2 separate regions of the Mus musculus genome follow, and region 1 is linked to region 2. A link is a contact called in public promoter capture Hi-C data. All regions are on one chromosome and are shown on one strand. The core of a region is the stretch at or near the end of the contact, and the rest is flanking DNA. Distances in the headings are between cores, read along the strand shown.

Region 1 (2,765 bases), core at 258-2,757, 510 kb before region 2:
CACATTAAAAATCCATGGGGCTATGAGATGGTGGCATGCATTTTAATCCTAGCACCCAGGAAGCAGAGGCAGGCAGATCTCTGAGTTAAAGGCCAGCCTCGTCTACAGACTGAGTTCCAGGATAGCCAGGGCTACACAGAGAAATCCTGTCTCGGAACTACAACAAAATCTATTAAAATTACTATTTATCTTTAGGGGTTTTTCATTTTTATATTTATTTATTTACTCACTTACTTATTTTATGGAGGCAAATGCTCCCTAAGGAATCTGGCTTGAACTTGAGATCCTTCTGCTTCAGCCTTTAAAATCTCTGGAATTATAAGGGTATATTACCTGGCTAGTAGTAATTTACATACAAAACAGACCTCCACCCACACACTCCACTTTGTATTTATGAGTTTTGCCTCTATGTATGTCTGTGCACCACCTTCATGCCAAGTGCTCTTGGAGTTTAGAAGAGGTCACCATGGGTAATTAGAGTTACCAATGGTTGTGAGGCATGATGTGGGTGCTGGGTACTGAACCTAGGCCTTCTGCAAAAACAGATTCTCTTCATTTCTGAGCCATTAGAGGGCAGCCTGGTCTACATAGTGAGCTGCAGGCCAGCTGGGGTTATATAGATAGACCTTGTCTAAAAATAAAAGCCCAAATCCCCAAAATCAAAATTTAAAAAAATTTGTTGCTGGGCGTGGTGGTTGGTGGTGGGGTATGCCTTTAAATCCCAGGAGATGGGAGGCAGGGGCAGGCGGATCTCTGTGAGTCAGAAGCCAGCCTGGTCTAAACAGTGAGTTCCAGGACATCCAGGGTTACATAGAGAGACCCTGTCTGAAAAAGAAAGAAACAATCAAAAGGGTTTGGTTTATTATCTCAGGTAGTTTGTCGCAGTAACAAAAAGATAACATAATGAACTCAAATAGCATGAGTAGAGTTAACTCTTTGATCTTCCTGCCAGAGCCTTCTAAGTACTAGGATTACATGTGTGTGCCACCATTCTGAATCATATTTTCAGAGGTTTTCAGTCAAGGATCTCTTGACCCTCTTGCTTTGGCCTGTGGCAAAGCAGTTCACGGATGGGGTGGAGTGGGATTGAGTGGGGTGGCGACAGACGAAACTGTTTACTTTCATGGTGGATGAAAGGAAGCAAAAGGGAGAGAAGGGGCCTGACTTTCAAAGGTCAGCCAAGGGCACACTCTCAGCGATCTTTCTTTCTAAACGTTTCACCACCTCCCAACAGCTGCCCAAGGCTGGCATGATTTTAGCACATAAGCCTCTGGGGTATTTTCAGGATACATAATAGCATCAGAGCATGATTGTATTGGGTGGAAATACAACTCGGTTGGTAAAGTTGGCCTAGCCGGAAGTATAAATCCCTAAACTGTGCAAATCAAACCGGGTGTGGTTAGCACAACCCTATAATCCCGGCATTTGCGATATCCTACACGCGGCAGCCCCGCCCTCAGCCCCGCCCTGCCCCCAGCCCCGCCCCTCCCTCGCCCAGCCTCACCCCTTGGCCTCACTAGGGTGTTGGTTTTCTTTCAGTTCTCTGCTTCCAACCAGTCCACTGGCTGACCCAGGCCGGTTTCTGCTCCCCGTTGCGGAGAACCAACGCGCCTCTCATTGCGCACAGCTTTTCCAATCCTGAGCGCAGGTAGAGCCCTGGCCGAGACCTGTGTCAGCTGGACTCCCGGAAGGACCTCTGGGCGAGCGTGGTGCAGCCGCTTAGTCCTTCCGGGCGGCTGGCAGGGAGGTGGGGTGGCCTTAGTGGGGCGGAGGGATAGATGCTCAGAGAGAATGGGTTCCTTTTGCCTTAAAGAATCCTAGGAGGGAGTGACTGTAACAAATGAAGAGTGTTGTGATCACTTTTGGCAACAGAAACTCACTAGACTGACACGTTTAACAGTAATGGACACTAAGGTGCCAACGCGGTAGGCCTCCACGACTTCCTAAGAAAAGAATAGCGTCTGAAGTATGGCTTCAGGTGCAAGGCCAAAGAAAAGGGACCGGGGTAGGAGTGGAGGCAGGTATACATACAAACTAGTGTATACACAGAATGTCAGTATAAAACTATCAATACCAGTTATCTCTGGAACTTGGGGAAGAACTTTTAAGCTTTCAGAAGTTAATCAGAATCTCTATAAACTCCAGAGAGGAAAAAAATTACATGTCTTTATTTCTCTGTTAACTTAAAATTTTAATTGAGAACTTGTTTTTCACTCTTGGATTATGCCAGATGTGGCTGTGTATGTCTTAATCCTAGCACTGGGGAGGCAGAGGCAGGTGGCTCTCTGTGAGTTGGAATCTGTATAGTAGTTCCAGGTCAGTCAGACCTTTTTAGTGAGACCTTGTTTCAATACATACATACATACATACATACATACATACATACATACATATTGGATTAATTCTGAAATTCCTTATTACTCGTTGGGTGTGTATATGTGTGTATGTGTTTGTTTGTGTGTGCAAGAGTATGTGCATATGCGGATATATATACGGGTATGTGGAGACTAGAACTCCACACCAGGTGTCTTATTCTATTGCTTCTCGAGTTACTTTTGGTAGGCTGGCTGGCCAGCTTGATGTAAGAATCTGCCTGCCTTTCAGTGTTGGGATTACAGTCATAGACTACTGAGCCTTACTGTCATCTAGATGTTTTATCAACTGACCTATCTTTCTAGCTTCCCACCTTTTTTTTTTTTTTTTTTTTGGACAAAGTCTCCTATATTCCAGGGTGATTTTGATCTTTTAACTTGCTATGTAGCCAA
Region 2 (2,700 bases), core at 143-2,642:
GTCAAAGAAGCAGAAAGTGAGTGCCAGATGTGAAACTATAGTCAGTATTTTTTCTACTAGGATAAATGGTCTGATTTAAACATTCAGAACTAAGGAAATATTTCAGCTAGATTTTAGAATTGAGTTTAGGGAGACAATATTAAAAAATAATTCAGGTAAAATATTCAAAGGAAATAAAGAAAGTAGGCTAATAAAATACAAAGGAAATAATGTCTTGATACCTTTGAGCCTAGAGCCTAGCACTAGGGGTGTAGGGTGGTGGTGATGGTGAGTTGACTATGTTCTCATTATTTGTGTCTTTTCTCTCATGGGGAGAGGCCTCTGAATGACCATTGTTAAATTAGTGGTCATGAAAGTCCCTGAAAGGTTTGGAAGAGACAGGAGAGTAGTCTGTTGTTCTGGGGATTACAGGAACCAGTTAGTCACAAGTGAAGGGCACTGTCCTATTAAGTAGCTCTGCCCTTGTGCAGAGGATTAGCACAGAGTGCCATGGACTCCTCTACTTTCCTTTGTAACCAAGGAACTGTTTCTCCTGGGTGATAACACATTGACTCTGGAGGCATGTAAGGATATTGTGTCCGAGGGCCTCTGTCTGTCCCTGTCTATCTCTGTCTGTCTCTGTGTCTGTTTTTCTCCTTCCTGAGCCTCAGATTTCATTGAACTTCAGAGGAGCCAGAGAACAGTCTGAGACTTCATCTTCTAAATGGCATGGCCTCATTGAATATGCTCTTTGAGATCTTATCCCATCTTTCTACAGCAAAGGGAGGTATCTTTTTTCTTTTCTTTTCTTTCCTTTCCTTTCCTTATCTTTTCTTTTTTTCTTTTCTTCCTTCTTTCCTTCCTTTCTTTTGAGCCTTGAAGTGTCAAATAGTGTACCATGGTTATTTAAGCTTTCTTTTTCTTTTTAGTTTATCTAGGATGAATTCAGGGACTGGAATAGATCTCAGATCAGGAAGACACAGTGACTTTGGTACTAAGAGCCTGGCACTATAGAAGTATGGATATGATAGCAACTTCTGTCTCAAGTTATCAGGTTTAATATTATACCTCTGACAGACATACATAGATTGTCCAAGAACTACTATGTTTCCCGTGATCACCTAAATTGTAGCAACCCTTAGTCCAACTGTCCAGAGATTCTTCCTGGCCACCACTGGCCCTGATCTTTGGCTTTCTCTCAATAGAGGGAGATGCTTAGTTGTTTCCCTTTTTCCCTGCTTGTGTCACTAATGCTTATCTGCCTTATTCAGAAAATCCTGTATTAGGACAACATTTCTTACCTTTGAGCATGGGGTGGTGGAGACAGATTCAGGTTCTCAGGAGGTGTTTTCTTTCATCTCCCGTAGTTAAAGAAGAAAACCTTCCTCTTCCCTCCACAATGGTGGCTGCTCTGCTGCACAGAAATATGTTATTGGTGATAGGTGGGGAGCTCTAGGGAAGAGAGAGTGCTTAGTTAATTTTAGAAAAAGTGGGGAATGACTTCTCCTTGGACAGTCTCTTTTTCTTTCAGTTTCATGACTTCCTCTTTCCTAGTACACTCCATACGTTTCAGTTCTCACATTTTGTATCACATCCTCCCAACATCTGAAAAAGCAGTCTTCATTTTGCTGGGCCATTCTGTCTCTTAAAGTAAGAGAGGCTCATGCTTTCTGCCATTTCTACCCTTCCTTTGTCTTCAGACTACTGTTACTAGAGGGATCTCAGGTGTCCTGCGATGTGATGCTCAGATCCTTCTTTGGTCAAACAATGAATAGAACTAGACATGGAGTTGTAGGAGTGAAGATGGTAGTGAAAGCACAGAATCCATTGCACAGGAGATGTTGGCTCCAGCAAGCATGCAGCCCCAAATCTGGTGAGGTTCCACATAGTTTATTAACAAAAGGCAATGAAGAGTTTTCTGAAGGGGTAGGTCTTTATTTGGCTACTAGAGGTAATTTATTTGTTGGAGGGAGCTTGTATAATCCTTATGGCAATCAAGGGCAGTTCAAATGATCACTTTCGATGGTTGCTGGGATTCAGTTTGTCATGTAAGCCTGAGTCTATGTTCTTGTTTCACTACTAGTCCCGTGTGCGTGCATGTGTGATCACATGGATGCATGTGTGCAGGCATCTGTATGGGGACCAGAGGACAAAATGAGTGTTGACACCTTGTTGGTATCATGGGCTTTTTACCTTGTTTTTAAACAGAATCTCTGTTTTGTGTTGCACATACCACGGCAGTAGGCCCAAGAGCTTCCAGGAATTCCCTTATCTTTGTCCTAATTTCCCTATAGATTATAGATGTTTGTTCTGTATCTTTCCTTTTATTTGAGTTCTGTAGATTTGTACTTTGTTCCTCATACTTGTGTGGCAAATGTGTTTACCCACCAAATCAATTCTCCAGCCTCCTGTCATGTCTAGTCTTGATATCAGGTATTACAAAAGCAGGACCATTTTCCAATCCAATTACCTTGTGAACTCTGAACCTCTGGAAATTTTCTACTAATATCTTATTAGCTACCATGGTAGCTGTTTCCTGCGTGGCAGGGAAAGCCTCAGTCCATCCAGAGAAAGTGTTTACAAACACTAGAAGGTATTTGTAACCATATTTTTCTGGCTTAACTTCTGTAAAATTGACCTCCCAATATACTCCAGGCCATTCTCTCCTAGGTCTTTTGCCCTGTTTACGCTTGGCCACATAAGCATTCACTTGCTAGCATA

What was found. Promoter capture Hi-C pulls out the DNA fragments that hold promoters and counts their contacts.
Region 1: a promoter capture Hi-C map of liver shows a contact between it and region 2, with 2.8 times the contacts expected there. The contact joins the promoter of Tep1 here to the promoter of Tlr11 in region 2. A contact is called at or near these places in 3 of 39 promoter capture datasets (hippocampal neurons and liver).

Annotation. Positions count from the first base shown.
Region 1 is chr14:50,869,296-50,872,060 of GRCm38.p6, reverse strand. It overlaps Tep1 (telomerase associated protein 1), which reads left to right and starts at 1,507. Exons shown (of 55, transcript NM_009351.2): 1 at 1,507-1,648. It overlaps Gm26782 (a long non-coding RNA gene), which reads right to left and starts at 1,765. Exons shown (of 3, transcript XR_874615.2): 1 at 1,505-1,765.
Region 2 is chr14:50,356,606-50,359,305 of GRCm38.p6, reverse strand. Tlr11 (toll-like receptor 11) reads right to left here and starts at 1,392. Exons shown (of 2, transcript NM_205819.3): 1 at 1,281-1,392. The coding sequence starts at 1,290.